Linked DNA regions of Urocitellus parryii: region 1 is linked to region 2. Evidence: chromatin contacts called from public Hi-C data. All regions are on one chromosome and are shown on one strand. Each heading gives the region's core, a stretch centred on a gene start, on an enhancer-like site or on the middle of the called end of the contact. The rest is flanking DNA. Distances are from core to core; before and after follow the strand shown. Region 1 holds the start of F5 (coagulation factor V). Region 2 holds the start of LOC144257033 (L-selectin-like).

Region 1 (5,593 bases), core at 2,434-4,933, 180 kb after region 2:
GTAAAAGATGCAAGAAATGCTAAATATTTATATGTAAGTCTGTAAGTTCCAGGCTCAAAGATATCTGGCCTATATGAATGTCGAGCAGACATTCCAAAGCTGTGTGCGATGTATGACAATTCTCTTATATCTTGTACCTGTTTGGACATTTCAGCACCCTGACCCAGACCTACTACGTCAGTAGAACTTCTGATCATTATGAAAAAAAAAAGACACCCCTAGGGGGCAGTATCACCATTCTTTGAAAACTAATGCTAGATTATCAATTTATCAAAGCTCAGAATTTTGTAACTATTTCTTCTCACCAAGAAGGGGGTACAGCCCCTTAGAGGGCACAGCAGAAATTCTGCACATAAAGCATCAACAGTAACAGAGTAAAATGCAATGCAAATTATCTAGAGCTGTTAAATAAGATCTCTAAAATTGCTTTAGCATTTTTTTTCCTCTTATTACAACAGACAGAATTTCAGGGGCGGACTAGTAATGCAAGGTTTATGTAGACAATATGTGCAGGACTGTTGAGGACTAAGCATTACATGGCAGGTCATCCTTGTGTTTCTGTTCTTTAGCCACCTAGGAACATATGGAGTTTTTACAAATGCTGCATTTGACCCGAACCCTTAAGGTAAGTTAAGGGTTGATAAGTTAAGAAGATATTTTTGAAGGAATAGAATAATTTGGGAAAATGGAAGAATAAAAACCTTGATTTCCTATATATAATCAAGTAATACATCTTAAGCAGGTATTGAAACTTCAGGCCATGAAGGAGATCGTATTAGCGATGGAAGGCAGGTGTGTCAGTGGAGCAACTGTAGTAGGGGAGTCATCAAGCCTTTCCATAACCTCCAGGATAGAAGTGCTCCAGCAGTATGTTCCTTACTCCAGGAATGTGACAGTATTGTTGTTGGCTGCTAGGTGTATTGATTGACACTGTGGCTGCTCCCTGACAACCTCCTCTGTTACTTGCTGGAAAAACGGAAACTGCTACCACTCTTTTCCAGAGCAGCACAGTAATAGCTGAGTTTCTTAAGGAAAGTAGCCTTGAGCAGAAAATCTGCAATCTAGAAAGAGAAGATTGTCTTGAGCCTCAGAGGAGAGATATGATGAAAGATTTCTTTTATTTTTTAAAGGAAAAATACTGATTTTGATTTCTTTTAATCTCATTTTCAGAGACCTATCTCCCAACCTCTCAGGATCCTAGTTGGTGAACATGGAGCTTCCTGCTAAACTTGACTTTAACTGTAGCACAGTTGTGGCAGTTTTCTGTTACCCCCTGGATAAGGGCATGGACTCTCCTTTAGACAAACTCTGGACCAGAGCAGAGGACTGTGCCATGTTCTGACCTCCCCATCACCCCCTTCCTGCTCCACCTCTGCTCTTCCTCCAACACAAGCTGCTGACGCCAAGAGCAAATGTTTGTGCTGTGGTCTGTGGACTTGAACACGGCTGTCACTGGAAATACCAGCTAGTCAAAGAGACCAGAGTGTTTGACTCACCAGGAGACCAGACTGGAGAAATGAAAATACCCCTTTATTTGGGGGTTAAGGAAGGCTTCTCTGCAGTGTTGGAAGCCAGGCACATCTCTGACTTCAGGAAACCCCAGCAGGATCTCCCAGAACTCCAGTGGTTGCTGTCAATGAGGAGCCTTAGACCTCTGCTGCTGAGGTTTCCAGAGAAACCTGGGATGGTACCCAAGGCTATAGAAGACCAAGAATCAGAACAGGAAGCTCCATCTCACTGTAGATCTTATCAAAGGACCCAAAGACCAATTAAATGGATTTGCCCCCAAATGCCATGTTCCTTTGTTTGATGTTTTGTTCAATAAGGTCTGTATACATCACTCTGTTGGCACCAGTTGTCCTAATTACAGCTCCACCTGTCAATGAGCTGGCAAATACATACATCACACTCCCTGGTCCAAGAGAAAGTCAGAGAAACAGAACGTCTCCATTACCTTAATGTTTCACAGGAAAGAATGAATGTGTTTTACCTGTTCTTTAAATCACATGTTTAATAAGTGGGTCAGTGAAAGTTATATAGTGTTTATCCAGAATTGATGCAAAAGTTAGAGAGCCAAGCATTGTAGTTGTTTTGTCATGGTGAAATGTAACCCAATGACTACATCATATAGACTGGGTACATATAAGCAAATATACAAGTTAAAATGGTAAAGCAGTCTAAAGATTACAAGGCTTTTTCAAGAATATTGATAATAACCTTGGGATTTAGGCACATGGTGCTTTAAAAAAAAGTTTATCAATCATACTGCCTTTGGCATCCATAACTGCTTCTTGTTTGTCTATCACTAGGCTAGGTATTATATGCCACTGGTCTTTCCTGAGTCAGAATCTGCGCTTTGTGAAAGTCACTAGGGAATCCTAATGCTCTCTTGACTTTGGGAATCACTGGTTCACAAATCAAATGTACAGAAGTGTAAGACCTGGAGCACTTATAACCTAGTTGGGGTACAACAGAAACCCACACAGTATAATACAAGGTGAACAACAGAAGTGTATTATTTGAATGGTGGTGTAGGAGTTCATAAAATAGAAAAGTCAAATTTGAGTCCACCATCAGAGAGACAGGTAGAACTCTGAACTTTAAAGAATGGGCAAGCAAAAGAGGAAGGAAATTCTACATTGGTAGATAATATTAGCAAAAGGGGAAAGAGAAGACTGCGGAGGGGAGTTGCAGAGAAGCCTGGTGTCACTAAATAGTACCTCTTGGAGGTGTCAGACCACAACTTGTTGAATGAATTGAAGGCATAAAGCATATGCAGAAGCTTGGAGGCACACAGATCCAGGCACCCTGGGATGAGTCATCATGATATCTCAGATAATAGAATTCTCAGATCCTCTACCAACAGCAGAAAAAGATTTAATCACCCTGTGTGAAATACATCCTTCAGGAAATATGAGGGACCCTGGAGACAGGAAAACATAATCACAGAAATAAACATGTGCTGTGTGCTTTCTAAGTGCTAGGCAATATTCTTTAATCCTTCCAACAATGCTTTCAGGAAAAACTGGTCTTAGCAACCCCATTGTGCAGATGTCAAGCCACAGTCTGGAGAGTTGAGCCCAAGAGCACAATTAGTAAACAGAACTGAAATCTAAACTACTGATTATCTCAGCTAAGCCCTCTGCTCTGCTGTGTTCTAACCAGTAGCAAACCCTTATCAAGACAACTGTGCCTGGGTAGAAGTTGGCCAAGTGATCTATAGCAGTAGGCTTCCTCATGGACTCATTGCCAACCTGAGGGCACAATATTTCTGTGCCCAGTATCAGACAAAATGCCCCTTTCCACTGGGGGTAGGAAGGCTGCAGAGTCTCAGTGTACTGGGAATTGCAGAGTCTGGTAAGCACAAACTCTGACACATGCACCATGGAAGGTGGGAGGCTACTGCTCCAGTAGCTTCAGCCAGGGAAGTGTGGCCTGTGAATTCCTGGGCACTGTCCCTCCTATTGGATCCTCTAGCAAGATCTCTGCCTGCCTTTTCTTTACCTGTAGAAAAACAGTTACTAACTCTTCCTCTTGTCCCTTTCCTCACCAAGGACAGTGATCTTACCACGCCCCTGCAGGGACAAGCCCCAGGAAGCTGGGAGGGAGGGTGAGCCAGAGGCTTCAGGGGAGGAGGACACTGCCACCCACAGCCTCCCAGAGCTCATTGCAGCCAAGACAGTTCACAGTGCAGCACCAGGCACCTCAAGCTGCCAGGCAAGCCCTGCTGGTCCCAGGGGGGCAGAGGGCAGGAGAAGGGAAGGAACCATGCTTCTAGGCTGCCCACACCTCTGGGTACTGGTGGTCCTGGGCAGCAGCTGGGCAGGCTGGGGGAGACACGGGGCTGACGCAGCACAGCTGAGGCAGTTCTACGTGGCAGCTCAGGGCATCAACTGGAACTACCACCCTGAGCACTCAAATCTAAGGTAATTCAGGTATGGTGTCCAGGAGGGGTAGCCAGGGTGGATAATCTAATGTTTTAGAGAATATTACTTTTGTAATTCCACAGGTGTGTGTGTGTGTGTGTGTGTGTGTGTGTGTGTGTGTGTGTGTGTTCAGGTAAATAAGTACATTTAATCAAGTATGAAGAGCATAACAAACTTGGTGAGTGCTAATTTTGCTCCACTAACGTGGAAAATATTCAACTTGATTGTTTAGACGCTGCTTTCTTTTCGTGAGTTTGTTTTCAGTACAGTTTTGTTAGTAGTCTGATTGTCGTCAGTTTAACATATTGATTGATTCACAAACACCAAGCTCCCTCATCTGCCTTTCCTACCAGCTCCCATTCCAGATTTTTACTAGTTCAGTATTTTTATGGCATTTCTAGTTACATATTATTTATTCCATTGTCACATAACTTCATCTCCTAAAACTAAAGTTGTGCACCTTGTACTTTATTTGAGCAGATAATTATTTTGAGCTGAATAACTACTGCCATCATTTTGTTGCTTTCTTAAATATGACTTTTAAAACATCAGTCCATGTAAATGCGACACTTCAGTACTTTCACTCTGTCCTGCTTCATATTTGGCTTATTCATGGCTGTTCACGGTGACTCTTAATTTTTTCTCTCTTAATCACTTCCTGGAGTATGGTTTACCCTAGATATTTTTGGTAAGGTTACTATTAAAAGGCATGTGTCAGTAAGAGGAGGTTTAAATAATATCAAACCATATCTTTCAGTTGCAAACTATATTTTTCCAATTGAAAAGTTAAAATGAGACTTCCTAGAAATTAACTAAATCATAGGGTCTATCCAATATTTCCAGCTAATCTTATTTTTATTTGTTTAAAATGGTAAGCCTCCTAGTGTGATCACTTTTATTTTTTAACTTAGCATCACAATTTAGATGATTGTGAAAACTGTGTTCTTCTTTTGCAATTACAGAACCAAAGCAATCTTCAAAAAAAAAGTAATATTCTGAAGTCTTTTCCATGTATCACAGTAACTCTTTTTAAAAACTCCATTGTAACTAGGTTATATAAGAGGGCATTATATACTATCTTGGTCATATATACAAAGAAATTCTTTCTTTTAAAAGATAATAATTTTAAATATTGCATTTCTAGATGATTCATCCAAGTTCATGCCCACACCCTTAAGTGAACTGTTACTCCCTCAAACCCCATAGAAAATAACACTCTTTCTGACACTAATCTTGCCTGCTCATGGGTGGAACAGGAGCTCTGTCCTAGCTTCCCTGTAGCTTGTGGTGGTTATGCCTTGGGGTGGGGATGGATAGATGCAGGCCAAAGCATACAAACCAAAAGATCAAATGTACAATGTGAGGACCACATTGTGCTGGCAGGTCTTCCCTGGGTTAGGAAAGGAGGATGGGTCAATTGTTGACAAGGGGGCCACCTGCAGGACTTTCTCCTTTCAGAACCTCTGTCATTCCTGTGGAATATAGTACTGTAGTTATTATGATTCAGAACCCTGTTGAATGTAGAAATAAAGATTAAAATAGAGATTAACTGGGTCAAGACAGAGGAGAGGAAATGATTTTAACCACGTTGGATCCTGGCTTTGTCATATATCAACTGTATTTCCTTAGAAAGTTACTTAATCTTTCCAAGATAGTTTTTTCATTTG
Region 2 (5,127 bases), core at 1,981-4,480:
ATTCAAACTAAAAAACTTCTTCTCAGCAAAACAATCAGTGAGGTAAATAGAGAGCCTACAGAATGGGAGCAAATCTTTACCACAAGCACATCAGATAGAGCACTAATCTCTAGGATATATAAAGCACTCAAAAACCTTAACACCAAAAAACAAACAAATCACAACAACAACAAAAACAAACAAATAAACCAATCAATAAATGAGCCAAGGAACTGAACAGACACTTCTCAGAAGAGGATATACCATCCATCAACAAATATATGAAAAAATGTTCAACATCTCTAGCAATTAGAGAAATGCCAATCAAAATTACTCTAAGATTTCATCTCACTCCAGTCAGAATGACAGCTATCAAGAATACAAACAACAGTAAGTGTTGATGAGGATGTGGGCGGGAAAGGCACACTCATACATTGCTGGTGGGACTGCAAATTGGTGCAGCCAATCTGGAAAACAGTGTGGAGATTCCTTGGAAAACTGGGAATGGAACCACCATTTCACCCAGCTATCCCACTCTTCAGTTTATACCCAAAGGACTTAAAAATCAGCATACTACAGGGACACAGCCACATCAATGTTTATAGCAGCACAATTCACAATAGCTAAATTGTGGAACCAACCTAGATGTCCTTCAGTAGATGAATGCATAGGGAAACGGTATATATACATAGTGGAACATTACTCAGCATTAAAAGAGAATAAAATCATGGCATTTGCAGGTAAATGGATGAAGTTGGAGAATACACTGCTAAGTGAAATTAGCCAATTAAAAAAAAAACCCAAACATTGAATGTTTTCTTTGATATGAAGATGCTGACTCAAAATGGTGATGGGGATGGGGCAGGGAACTTGGGAGTAGTGGAGGAACTTTAGATAGGGCAAAGGGGAGGGAGGGGAAAGGAGAGGGCAAGGGGGTAGGAATGATGGTGGAATGAGTGAGACATCACTACCCTAAGTACATGTATAAGACACGAATGGTGTGAAAATACTTTGCATACAATCAATGACTTGAAAAATTGAGCTCTATATGTGTAATATGAAATAAATTGCATTGTGTCGTTATGCATAACGAATTAGAATAACCAATTAAATGAAAGGGAGATATGACAACTTATACCAAGAAAGGATCTTTAGGAATTATTTTGAAAAATTATATACTAATACGTTGGGAAACCTAGAAGAAATGGACACATTTATGGACACTTATGACCTGCCAAAATTGGACTATGAGGTTATTAAAAAAATTAACAAACCAGTAACAAGTAGTTAGATTGAATCTCTCAACAAAGAAGAACCCAAACCAGATGACTTCACTGCTGAATTTCACCAAACTTTACAAAAGAGCTTAGGTCAATTCTTCTCAGAAAGTTCCATAAAATTAAAAGGGAAGAAACCCCTTCAAACACATCCTATAAGTCTAGCTTTACCCTGTCACCCAAACCAGTGAAGACATAGCCAAAATAGAAAACTATAGACCAATCTTCCTGATGAACATAGATGTAGACTTCTCAAGAAAATAATCAAATTAAATTCCATGATACAGCAAAAGGTCATTTACCTTGGTCAGAGGAAATGAAATGAGCACAGCAAAGAGACCCCTGAATACCTGAGTATGCTGTGGTGACCTTCAGCCCATGAGTAGGGAAAAATGTGGTGTCTAATCACAATGAAGTGTTGTTTGCCCATAAAGAAGAATAGGTTCTTGCCATTTGCAGCAAAATGCATGGAACTGGAGGATATTGTGGAAAGTGAAATAAGCCAGATATGTGTTTCCCTCTCCTTTGGAGGCTAAAAAATCTGACCTGAAAGAAGAAAATGATTATCAGAGATTGAGAAGGGTGTGAAGGATGTGGACAAAGGGAGGTTGAATTTGATCAATGAACACTGTATGGCATGTACGGAAATATCACACTGAACCACATTAATGTGTACAATTAATATGTGTGATTAAAATATAAAAACTAAAAATGAGTCCCACTGTGAAATAAAAAGGAGTGGGGGGTGAGTTAACAGCTGGGGGTCAGTGGGGTAGGAATAAAGGCATCACAGTGAGATATTGAGCAACAAGCCAGCAGGAACAGGGGACAGAGGTGATGGGAGGACGTCTTGATCATGTGACTTTAGAGATGCTGAAGTCTCCTGAGGTGTCAAGGTGGAGGCTGTGCTCAGGGAGGAGTGGCTGACCTTGACTTAGAGAGTGAAGATCCTGCTGTGGGACAGGTGTTCAGTGCATGGTGCAGTACAAATGGCTGTGGGAGGTGCTTCCAGGGACAGGAGGACCAGGAGCCAGGTGCCAAAGCCACCAGTGCATGAGGAGTTGGGGTCACCACCATGAGGACAGTGACAAGATGGCACATCCTGGTGTGGTGAGATCCTGGGTTATTTGATTGCTGCTTCCTTTTCTTTCCAGTGTGGTGGGGAACAAAGATGTGTAAAAGGGCCCCATCAGAAGGCAGGAGGCCCATCCTGCAGAGTGTGGAGAAAATGTCACTGTCCTGAGAGATCTGCAGGGGAGACATGTCCCCAGGAGGCAGCGGTTGCTATGGAGGAAGGTAGAAGGAGGTTTGGGGAGAACTGCAGCATATGGGTGAGCCTGCCGACTGTGAAGCAGGAGTTCCAGGGGCAGCAGGGGAGCATCTGGGAAGGACCTCGAGGCTGTGTGGAGACAGGGGTGTGGTGAACTGTCCAGGAGGTGGCCTGACCCCAGGTGCAGGGAGAGGCTCTCTGAGCCGTGTGGAGGTGTTTGGATAGGGCTGTGGAGGGGAGGCATCTGAGGAGGGGTCCCACGGTGGCCTGGAGGGAGGACTGTGGCTGTGGGTGGGCTGCATACCCATCCTTCCAGGCAACCTGAGGGGACTGCCGTGGGAGCTCCTTGCTGGGCGAGGAACCAGCAAGCGGAGGCCCTCTGAGGGGCAGGCTAGGAAAGCCGGGGCGATGGTTCTTCTGTGGTCCTAGGATGCTGCTCTCAGGGGCCCCCAGAGGCTCTTCCCTCCACCCTCAGGTGGTCACTGGCCTTCCAGCAGTGGCTCCTCCCTCAGGGAGTGGTGGGTTGTCATGCCACCAGCCCCACCTGGTGGCACAGCCCAGTAAGCCCCTTCTCTTGCAGCCCTTCAAGTGGCTGCTGACAGGTGCCTGTGACTCTGCTGCCCCAGCTCCTCTCTTCAAGCTCAGTGCACACTTGGCTTGATTTCCACATTGAGCTGAAGTTTGTGTGATGCAATGCAGCCGTGATGAGGGGGACAGTCCAGCACCTCCACAGCACTGTGCCACCAGCCCCTGTCCTAGTTCCAAAGCACTTCCATGAAAAGCCCTATCACCTGCTCCCTCAGCAGCATGGGCCTGCAGGCCACCTCCTGCTCTGTGGCTCCTCCTGTTCCTGGTATCCCACAGAATGGACTCGACCAGTGTGCGGCCTCCCGGCCTGGCTTCTCTCACTTAGCATGTTTTCAGCTCTGGTTCCTGTTACACCAGTGCCAGGACTGCATTCCTTGAGAGGCAGAATAACATCCCATGGCGCTCTAACTCTACCCCACGTCTCTCACTGTGTTGTCAGGAAAAATGTGTTTGACAAACACAAGATCAATCCACATGATTCAAATGAACACATGAAAAATAACTTTGCTGAGATTTAAAAGCCACAGCGCTGGATGGACTCAGTGAGGGGCTAGGTTGATGTGGTCCAAGTAGCTAGAAGTGTAACTCAATATACAGAGAGAATTTAAAATGTACAGAAAAGTAAATCAACTGCATGTGTTTGACAGTGTTGACTAAATAATCACCTCCCTCTCCAAGACATCTTTCCCCTGCAAAATTTGGTTGGGATCTAGGTCGTTCTGCCTGACAAGACCTGAATTGAAGGAAATCTCTGGGAATTAATGCAACTCTGAGGCTTGAACCAACTTGTCTGGGTGCCAGAAGACACAAATTGGCTTTCTTCAGAGAAGTCTGCATTTATGTGTGGCTTTAAAAAAATAGAAATGTCTACCAAATAGAATAACAAACAAATAATAAAGTCAAACAAAATACACTTTGTGGTTCAGAAGTGAAATAAGTTTTATACTTCATAAAATCCAACAAATAAGATGCATTTTATAGTTTAGAAATGTGTGGACCCCAATCCTTCCCAGGGCAGAAAGCCTAAACCCCTGGACTTCAGGGATTCACTTCAGGGGGTGCCATTCACAAGCTCCTCCACTAGGAGGCGAGCAAGGAAAGGAGGAGAAGGAACTGGATTTTGTCAAGTGAGCCAGGTAGCTCTTATTGAAGTGTGACAGACACCTTTTATTTGTTTGAAACAAACAAACAAACAAATAAATTAATACATGAATTTATTTATTATATAAATTATGAAATTTAAATAATAAGTTTGAAATAAAGTGAAGTTAGCCAATCCCTAAAAACCAATGCCAAATGTTCTCTCTGATATAAAAGGGCTGATTCATAGTGGGGTAGGGAGTCTGAACAAGAGAGGAATAGACAAACTCTAGATAGGGCAGAGGGGTGGGAGAGGAATGAAGAGGGCATGGGGTTAGAAATGATGGTGGAATGAGATGGACATCATTATCCAAAGCACATGTATGAAGACATGAATTGGTGTGAATATACTTTATGTACAACCAGAGATGTGAACAACTGTGCTCTGTATGTGTAATCTGAATTGTAATGCACTCTGCTGTCATATGTAAATTAAAAAAATGGTCTGAAATAGAAGTTTGAACTGTGGTATTACCAGGGCCACCTACAACAGGTAGCCAGGAGTTAGTCTAGCTTTAATAAGGAGATAGAGGAGGAGGGAGGAGGAGGAGGAGGAGGAGGAGGAGGAGGAGGAGGAGGAGGAGGAGGAGGGAGGAGGAGGAGGGAGGAGGAGGAGGAGGAGGAGAAGGAGGAGGAAGAGGAGGAGGAGGAGGAAGAGGAGGAGGAGAAGGAGGAGGAAGAAGACAACAGCATGAGAACTATAAAGGGGGGCAGCAGAAGGGAAGGAAGGAAGCACAGGACAAGGGAAAGAGGGAGGAGGATGGAAGTGGGAGAGGAAGGAGAATCCAACCACAACACCTCACTGGTCCCAGGGAGAGGGGCAGACGCCAGCTAAAGAAAGGGGTGGGGGAAGAGGTGAGAGAAGAAGAGGAG

The links. Hi-C and Micro-C count contacts between places; a contact is called where the count stands out from the background.
Region 1: a Hi-C map of liver shows a contact between it and region 2, with 4 times the contacts expected there. The contact joins the promoter of F5 here to the promoter of LOC144257033 in region 2. A contact is called at or near these places in 2 of 2 Hi-C or Micro-C datasets (liver and muscle).

The regions. Positions count from the first base shown.
Region 1 is chr9:142,456,718-142,462,310 of mUroPar1.hap1, forward strand. F5 (coagulation factor V) reads left to right here and starts at 3,684. Exons shown (of 25, transcript XM_026405243.2): 1 at 3,684-3,926. The coding sequence starts at 3,769. All of the region lies in intron 1 of Firrm (FIGNL1 interacting regulator of recombination and mitosis), which reads right to left. Selp (selectin P) reads left to right here. Exons shown (of 16, transcript XM_077802693.1): 15 at 570-625; 16 at 1,171-1,729. The coding sequence ends at 624.
Region 2 is chr9:142,278,330-142,283,456 of mUroPar1.hap1, forward strand. It overlaps LOC144257033 (L-selectin-like), which reads left to right and starts at 3,231. Exons shown (of 13, transcript XM_077802961.1): 1 at 3,231-3,379. The coding sequence starts at 3,231. All of the region lies in intron 1 of Firrm (FIGNL1 interacting regulator of recombination and mitosis), which reads right to left.